Regions from separate parts of the Mus musculus genome. Here all the other regions are linked to region 2. A link is a contact called in public promoter capture Hi-C data. All regions are on one chromosome and are shown on one strand. Each heading gives the region's core, a stretch centred on a gene start, on an enhancer-like site or on the middle of the called end of the contact. The rest is flanking DNA. Distances are from core to core; before and after follow the strand shown.

Region 1 (2,814 bases), core at 34-2,533, 310 kb after region 2:
CCAACCATTTGTTGTGGTTTGATTTGGCTTTTTGAGACAGGGTTTCTCTGTGTAGCCCTGGCTGTTCTGGAACTCACTCTGTAGACCAGGCTGGCCTTGAACTCACAGAGATCCACCTCCCTCTGCCTTCTAGGTGCTGGGGTTAAAGGGGTGCGCCACTACCACCTAGCTCATAAAAATGTTTTCATTGCTACTTTATAACTGTAACTTGGCTATTGTTATGAATCATGATGTAAATATCTGTGTTTTCCAGTGGACTTAGACAACCCCTGAGAATGGAGTCATTCAACTCCCAAAGTGGTCACGACCCACAGGTTGAGAACCAGTGTTCTAGAAAAAAAAAAGAGTCAGTTTCAGCCATCAAATCAAAAGAGGAGCTTCCAGCAAGCCCCTGGAAGAGCCCTCGGGACTCCAAGAGAGCCCAGACTCTGCCATTTACTTTCCAACACGGACAAACCCGACTCCACTTCCGCAGCCTGGGAGAGAGGAGCTTGGCTTTGTGTTCCCTGATTCATCTCTTTTTATTTTGAAAGAGTCTCATATATCCCAGTCTGACCCCAAACTCACTGTGCAGTCAGGGATGACCACTATTGAACGTCCGATCCTCCTCGCTCTACCTCCCAAGGGCTGGGATTACAGGCGCACACCACCACGTCTGGTTTTGCAGTGCTAGGGTCGGGAAGCCGGGGTCTTTGTGCTTGGGAAGCAAGCGCTCTACCAACTGAGCTACACCCTCAGCCCATCTGCTTCTGGTTGTAGCTATGATGTCCACACATGGGCATACACCACCAGCCAGCCAGCCTTGCCTCAGATTCCCAGCCAGTGACTGTTACCACAAAACTGGCTGGAGAGCGAGCTTGGCCCCAGTCAGCTTTTCCCACAGAGAAACCAGTGTTGGGGTGTTGGCCTCAAGAAAGGACTTGGGCCAAAGTGGGTTCAGAGAGTCCCCGACCCCCACCCAGCAAGCTGGCCTCAGGCGATTGAAGCCTCAAGGACTAATATCTGAACAGATTACCCTATGCCAAGTGCCAAAATCTCCCTGCCCCCTCTTCGCTAGTGAGGAACATGGCTCTCAAGGGGGGTGGGGGGAACCCAGCCAATCCTAACACCTACAGCCTGCTGACTGAACGTGTGTTTGCAAGTGCTTGTAATCACCCATAGGATAAGCACCTTACCCACTACTGCATGTCGAATTGAGGATTCCAGGGCTCCACCATGCCTCCCTGAGTCAGAATTCCCCATCTGAACAGTGGGAGATTCCTGCCCGCCCCGGAGGGCCCCCTGCTCCGCCTCCTCCCGCCTCCCACCCACAACCCTGTAACAATCTGCACCGAGTGTACTGAGCAGCGCTTAGGGTGGAGCCTCATATCAGATAAGATGCCCAAAGCCCAGACACAAACTAAGACCCTGACAGTGGAGAAGGCAGGACGAACCCTCAGGAATGTGCCCAGACTGGGTTAGGGTTTCAGAAAAATCAAAAAGACCCCCGAAGCCCCAGAGTCCAGCTGAGTTAAGTTCACAGCAGGACGACTGCTTCGGGAAAGCTGATCCGGGAAGAATCAGGAACCTAATACTTCACAGGGGCCCTGCGTCCCAGCCGGGACCACCCTGTGGAGACCCCAACGCCCCAACACCACAGCGCAGACATGCTCGCTCAATACCTGGCCTGGTGGGCCAAACTAGGGCTGGGTGGACCTTCTAGGTAAACCTGACCCTCAAGTCTCCTGAGCCTACCCACTACCCAAACTGAGGTGACAGCAGATGAGCAAAGGCACCTGGGGCTCCCTGTTCCTCGAGGGCCTGGCTCCCCCTGCTGGAAAAAGGGGGTATGGCATAGGGAAGGGAAGGCAAGCAACAAGGAAAGGCCAGAAACCATCTAAGAGCTAGCACATATACTCTGGGCCCTGCTGAGCCAAGAATTGTAGCATTCCAAGGGCTAAAAGACCCCAAGATTTTATGACTCACCAAACGCAATCTCCTAAGAGGCCAGTGGAAAGAATTTGTGTTTGTGAGAGTCCATCACTAGGCAAATCTGTGCTAATTCTTGACATCATAAGCCCCATGGTTCGACGCTACCCAAACTCAGGGGCCCTAGCAGGGAGAAAAAAAGAAAGAAAGAAAAGGGGGAAAAAAGCACAAAGAGAGAGGGGGAGAGAAAGAGAAGAGGGGGAGACAGTAATGCAAGCTGGGGAATCTGGTTACAGATGGATGATGGGGAATATAAAACCTCCCTTGGAGTGACCCTCACCAGGTCTGATTGGAGAAGGCTGGCCCATCTGCTTCTTCAAAACCCTCTTGCAGGCTGCAGTACCCACTTGCTTGGGGGGCTCTGACAGCCCACTGTGGGGCTCCGCCTGGACAGAGAGAACTGGAGCAAGATCACCCCATACCAGCGAGGAAGCAGTGGGGTGGAGAGGCACCACACTGCCTTTCCTATGATGGTCTCCATACAAGGTTTCTTTCCTGGGACACATGGATGCATTATCTCATGGCTGCCAACACGTCCTCCCTCCAAGGAGCACTCTCATCCCTTCCACTGCCTCCCAAAATGAGACCTGCCCCAAGGAGAGCTGTGAAGGGCCCAGAGCTCTGTGGTGGTCTCTCTCTGTCCTCCTTTCTATGGACAGAAACTCTGACGCCTCCACCACTGACCCCAGGTGGACTTCACAGGAACCCACACTCACGAGCAGTCTCTTCAGCCTCCAGGGAAGAACGACGGCTGCTTGGTTTTAATCCCAGCTGCTATTTCTTCAGTGCCAACCATGGACAGGGCTCCTCGTGTCTTCTAGACACAGCCCTGCAACTCCACAAGAG
Region 2 (2,808 bases), core at 15-2,514:
CGTGGGTACTTGAGTTCCCCACTCTGGGTTCAGTCAGATTTGCCTCTTCTACCTTCTGCCACTCCCTTGACAATCTCTAGCTTAGTGACTGCTTGAATCTCTCTCTCTGGTGAAGAGGTGGCTCACTACATTTTTGAGGTAGTTTGTTCGATATGCTAGAAGGAGTTCTGAAATGGAACTGCCCCTCCCCTTCTGCGATCAAGATATACAGAGCAAAGAAATGAGCTTCAGAGACAAACCCTCTGGATTCCTCTCGAGCATCTAGCTGGGGGACCTAGCGTTAGTTTCCTTCCCTCCTCCTCCCTGCAGGCACATATGGGGCTTAAACTAGAGTGGGTGTGTTTATAATGCCCGGAAAGAAAGAGCTAACCCATAGGGCATGTATGTATGTGTTCCCCAAGTGGTCTTTGTTCACTCTGTGTGACCTAGGCAGAAGGTTGTGCCAATCAGGAACTGGTAGGTCCCATTCTCACTGGTAGTCATACTTTGAGTTGGTTTCCAGAGGTTGCTCAGAGGGTTGAACTGCGGTCGGTCCTCCCCAGGGGACATTGCATGATCAGACAGGACAGGATACCCCCAGCCTGCAATCCTCCCAGGATGGATGGGCGTTGCATAAGAAAGGAGCAGGAAACCTCAGCCACTGGCCAGCTTGGCTGTGTGCCCTTAAAGGATGCTGGGAGCTTACCTGGGCCCTTTCACGGAACTCTCACCGCAGCCCTGGGGCACAGGCCCAGTGATTCCTGATTTGCTCAGCCAGTGCTGGAAACTTGCCTGAAGCCACACAAGCCAGGGAGTCCAGCTCTCTGGAACACCCATCTGTATGGCCTCTCTGAACCTCGGTGACCACCCAGTCCTGGAGGTGGGGAGGCAGAGCGATTTGTCAACTCCAAGTACCACTGAGTTGTCTATGGGCCCATAAACTAGAAAGAATGCACGCGCGGTCCCCTGCGAGGTATTGCATGGGCAGGAGTGGGAGAACCGGCGGTGCGTCCCGTGTGCGTCCTCCGGGACATCCCCAGGCTGGCCGCGGTAGCGAGGTCGCGTGCTTGCGGTGCGGCCCACGAGTGGCACGGGGCCAACGCCCCCAGGCGCGAGCCGGCCCGGGCGGGCGTGTGCACGTGCTGCCGGCCGGTGGCCGCGGTGCGGGCTCCGCGTCCCGCCCGCCCCGGCGCTGATTGGCTGCGCGCGGGGGCGGCCCCGCCCGGGGCGGTGGCGGGCGCGGGTGCCCGCGTGCGGCTGAGCCGCGTGTGCGCCGGCCGGGGTGCGGGAGAGGCAGGAGCGCGCCACGCGCGGCCGCCGGGCCGAGCCCGAGGAGCGCGGCGCCGCCCGGCCATGGCCCCCGCCCGGGCCCGCCTGTCCCCCGCTCTCTGGGTCGTCACGGCCGCGGCGGCGGCCACCTGCGTGTCCGCGGGGCGCGGCGAAGGTGAGCGGCGCGGCGGGGCGGGGGCGGGGGCGGTGCTGCCCGGGGCGCAACTTCCCCGCCTCGACCTCAGCCAGCCTGGGCGCAGGATGGCATGGGCAGGGTCGGAGGGAGGATGCCCTGGGGACTGAGAATCGGAGGCTGGGGACAAGGGGACAGGACCGGACAGAAGACAGAAGAGGTATGGAGGAGAGAGGGTTCAGAAAGAAGGCAAGGGATGGGAACCGAGGACCAAACGGGCTGAAGGCACTGGACGGACAGGGAGACGCAAGAATCCAAAAATCGGGGACAAGGTACAGAGGACTGAAGGAAAGGGGGCTGAAGATGGCTTTGAGCACAAGGCCACGAACTGGCTGGGGCCAGACAGAGAACAGGGGGCTAGAAACACCGGGATGATGGGTGTCTTGAGAGTGGGGTGGGGGCATAGGCTGGCCAGGGAATAGGGACACATACACCCAGGCAGTGGCACCAGTGGCAGGAGGTGCAGAGAGCAATGGACTGGGAGAGACAGGCACAGTGGCTCAGAGAACGGGGTCTTGTCTGAATCAAAGCCAGGTGGTCCCTTCACCCGGGGCCCCAGCAAGGTGGGAGGGGCACCGAGTCCTCAGGACCAAAAGACTCTGGGAAATGACTTCTGATGAAGAAAGGAAGCCCAGAGCTGAGACTGGCTCCAGGGCTGCCCACCCACACCTTTTCTTAGGTCCCACTGGACATTGCAATGAACCAAGGGGTTTTGCCCCACACACCCTGGCTCCTGTAGAGACTCTCCTTAGCATGCTGTGCAAGACCACTGTTTAGAGCTAAAGCCGGTCTCACGAGACAGGCTGGATTTAGGATTTACCGTGTCCTCCAGTCCCAAGCAAGCTGAACTATTTGCTCAGAGAGCTCCATGCCCAGCATTCAGCTCAGGAGGCCCACTCAGCCCACAGGTTCATCCACATAGACCCAGGCTAGCAGAACCTCATGTGTGGACGGCACCCCCCTCCCCAAACCCCATCATGCACACAGCAGGGCAGCCATTGCACACACACACACACACACACACACACACGCGCGCACATGTGAGTATGTGTGACACCCACGTATGCATGTAGATACCGCAGCACAAACAGAAACAGACCCTCAGATTTGCATGCAGGTCCGGTGAAACACATGTACTCTGACATAGGTAAAGTACTGTCCTCAGGGAAAGCAAAACCAGGGAAGTGGGGGGAGGGGGATGTTTCAGGGTGGCTAAGGGACAGGTGGGCAGGCAGAAATGGCTGCCTATCTACTTATGATTGGGGGAGGTATTCTGAACAGGGAAGAGTCAGGGTCAGAGAACAGCTGTCTGGACAGACCCTGAATAGAAGAACAGGGTCTGGCAGAACAGCTTTCCCCGAGCCAGG
Region 3 (2,700 bases), core at 193-2,692, 340 kb before region 2:
ACTGTGCATTCCGAGGCACCAGCGCCCGGGAGGAGCCTACGCGTCGTGGCTCCACCTCCGTGGCACCGTCAAACTTCTCCTTTAGCGCGTGGCCAACCTGGCGGAAGGGCGGTACAGCACGCCAGCACGTCTTTACCTCGCAGGAGCCCGACACCCCGTGACACTTGCACTCCACCCGCATGTGTGTCAAGATGGCCTGTCCGGGAAGAGGAGGGAGAGGGGTGGTCAGGGAGAGTGGAGGAGGGGGGAGGGTCCCCTGGGGCTCAACAGGTGGCCAGGAGGACAGATGCATAATCAAGGGGTTCACTGTCATGCCTGCTTTGTATAAACATCTACTGGATCCTACGCTGAGCTGGCAAGCAGTGTTGGGGACAAGGTGCTGTCCTGTACTTGGGGGCACTTGGAGTTGCTGGCAGACACAGTGAAGGGCAGTGTTGTAGGAAGCATTTGAGTGAGTGACAGGTGACCCAAGGAATACAGTGCTGTGCTGAATCTCCACAGGGACCCTGGGTGTAGATATCAGGAAGGCAGATGGGATCGCAAGTTAAGCACATGATATCTGGGTGGACTGGACTGGATCTGCTCCCCCTGGCCCCCCACTACCAACCCCTGGCCTACAGAGGTGCCCGATGAGAAGACGAACTTCCACGGGGACTCTGCCCGTGCAGCCCTGCCCCAGTGTCGATGGGGTTGGTACCACTCTACCTTCCTGCCAGCCTCGTTGTTGTGAAGATTCATGAGTGCCCGGCTGGAGGAGGCCCCCTTGCTCCTCTCCCGGACGTCCACAAAGGACTGTGAGAAGGCTACGCCATAGGCGATGTTGTCCGAGCATCCTGACCACTGGAAGCCTGGGGTGTGGAGGGCAGAAAGAGTTCTGGGGTGAGTTTGGGCCTGGGGCTAGGCCCCTGTCCTTCCCTTTGGACAGATATGCTTACCCTGTGGGCTGACCCCGTGCACTGTCCGGTCACAGCCACACTTCTCCAGTTCTCCACTGCTGCATGCCCTTGTCACTGCAAAGGCCACACCTGCTGAAGAGATGGCGTATACAAAGGCCGCCTCCCGGGTCCCTGTGGGAGGCAGAGGGAGGAAAGGGCTAGGTCCTGGGGCACCCACCACATCTGTATTTTCCTTGCAGAACAGGAGAGGCATATGAGGCCTGCTGAATGCTGGGCACCAAGGAGGGACAAGCCTGCCTGCCGAGCACACAGTAGGTCCTGGTTCTGATCACACCAGTAGCTGAACCTCCTCCCCACGTGAGGACCAGCGCGTCCTCCCAACATCCTGGTGAGGCAAGAGCTATGGTCACCCCCATTTTACAGAGCCTTGGCAGCTTGTCCCGCAGCACGTGGCTGAGCCAGCAGACAGCCTGGCTTCAGGGTCTGATCGCTCAGCTCCTGAAGAATGCCATTCCCACTGCCTCCTCCAGAAGGCAAGGGATCCTCATGTCATTTTGTGACAATCTGGGGAGTTGAGGGGGCTGCAGCGGCTGTGAAGGGGTGCAGTCACACTGCCACCCCAGCTCTGCTCCTTTGTTGAACAGTTCCCTGGGCTCTAAGTTCTCCCTTGTGACCCTGCTCTTCCTCAGGCTGGCCCTGCAGCTCACAATGTCTCCTGCTTCCTTGAGACTTGAAAACAAGCCATAGCATTGGCAGCTCCTAGCATCGAGCCCCTCCTGCTGACTGGGGGGAAGGAGGGTATTGCCCACAAGCCCGCCCCAGTCCCCGTGATCAGGTGATAGAGACAGGGGTCTGTAGCACAGGTCTGCCCGCCTCTCTGTAGTGTTTGCATCTTCTGCCCATCGCTGCTAAGCAATTCTATTTTGGTGACAGCCCTCCTCCCCTGCCTGAATGGATGTTTTTATCCTCCTAGGAACTGTGCCTTGGGGGTAGCTGTTGTGGAGTCTCTTTCTTGGGGGTGAGCTGGGGCAGTGTGTGAGCAGAGCATCCACTGGGCTGGGTGTGTTACCAGACAGTGGGCCTTGCTCTCTATCCAGGACCCTGTGAGGGCCTCTGTGTGCTGTGGCTGGCCTTCTGTCTTTAGATGCAGGGTCTGTGTCCACAAGAGTGGTGGGGGCAGGCTTTGGCCCCCTGGTTGGCAATTACCTCTGCAACACCCAGGCCTGTGCTCCCAGCTGCCCTAGGGAGCAGTCACCACGGTCAGATGAGAACGGTCACCTCCACTGTGCTGCTCTGTGGACAGAGGCAGCCTAGCCTGGGCGCTGGAGTTGGAGGCAGCTCAGCCCCCAACACGCAGGACACCCTGTTCTCGGTGCAGTTCTTTCTTAGGCAGGGAGTGCCACCCACGGTCCTTTCCACTGCCCACTTGCTGCTTGGCCATTTTGGGCCTGCACTGAGGGGCTTGGCTGGAGCAAGGGAGTCTGGGATGGAATCTTCTCCAAGCTAATTGAGGTTAATAGCAGGCTCATGTTGGTTGGTTTTATGCTGTGGCCGCCCAAAGAGACAACTTCAGTTTCTGGTATTTCTGGTATTTCCAGGCCTGAACCAGCACAAATCGTTGCCCCAAAGACCAAGGGGGAAGGGCAGTCCCAGGAGATGGGGCTGATGGGACTGGTGGGTGGCCTTAGCCCTCTGCCCTAGGAGGTCCCTTTTGCTTCTTTAACTGCCCAGGCAGTCTCTGCCCAACCCTGGCTCTTGTTCACCTCTGCCCCCTTGTGCCAGTGGTTCTTAAGGGGTCCCAGTC

The links. Promoter capture Hi-C pulls out the DNA fragments that hold promoters and counts their contacts.
Region 1: a promoter capture Hi-C map of hippocampal neurons shows a contact between it and region 2, with 3 times the contacts expected there. The contact joins the enhancer-like site here to the promoter of Epha8 in region 2. A contact is called at or near these places in 6 of 39 promoter capture datasets (embryonic stem cells, hippocampal neurons, liver and 1 more), 1 of 15 datasets of contacts at CTCF or cohesin (embryonic stem cells), 8 of 484 Hi-C or Micro-C datasets (the G1E-ER4 cell line, cerebral cortex, embryonic stem cells and 2 more), 3 of 115 datasets of contacts at active chromatin or transcription factors (embryonic basal ganglia, embryonic midbrain and embryonic stem cells) and 3 of 9 other capture datasets (adipose tissue, embryonic stem cells and macrophages).
Region 3: a promoter capture Hi-C map of hippocampal neurons shows a contact between it and region 2, with 2.5 times the contacts expected there. The contact joins the enhancer-like site here to the promoter of Epha8 in region 2. A contact is called at or near these places in 8 of 39 promoter capture datasets (HPC-7-derived erythroid cells, cranial neural crest, embryonic stem cells and 3 more), 3 of 484 Hi-C or Micro-C datasets (the G1E-ER4 cell line, liver and nephron progenitors), 3 of 115 datasets of contacts at active chromatin or transcription factors (pancreatic cancer cells and stem cell-derived neural progenitor cells) and 2 of 9 other capture datasets (embryonic stem cells and liver).

Annotation. Positions count from the first base shown.
Region 1 is chr4:136,648,075-136,650,888 of GRCm38.p6, reverse strand. It overlaps Ephb2 (Eph receptor B2), which reads left to right. Exons shown (of 16, transcript NM_010142.4): 16 at 1-2,814. Among named protein-coding and RNA genes, the nearest start is that of Lactbl1, 27 kb to the right of the region's middle. Within about 2 kb of position 1,283, at least 55 of the 459 cell types and tissues checked have an H3K27ac peak or open chromatin away from gene starts, as enhancers often do. A contact at or near this core is called in the G1E-ER4 cell line, cerebral cortex and hippocampal neurons, where this site is marked.
Region 2 is chr4:136,955,272-136,958,079 of GRCm38.p6, reverse strand. It overlaps Epha8 (Eph receptor A8), which reads left to right and starts at 1,264. Exons shown (of 17, transcript NM_007939.2): 1 at 1,264-1,423. The coding sequence starts at 1,333.
Region 3 is chr4:137,293,808-137,296,507 of GRCm38.p6, reverse strand. It overlaps Wnt4 (wingless-type MMTV integration site family, member 4), which reads right to left. Exons shown (of 5, transcript NM_009523.2): 3 at 936-1,067; 4 at 706-848; 5 at 1-196. Among named protein-coding and RNA genes, the nearest start is that of Wnt4, 18 kb to the right of the region's middle. Within about 2 kb of position 1,442, at least 17 of the 459 cell types and tissues checked have an H3K27ac peak or open chromatin away from gene starts, as enhancers often do. A contact at or near this core is called in hippocampal neurons, where this site is marked.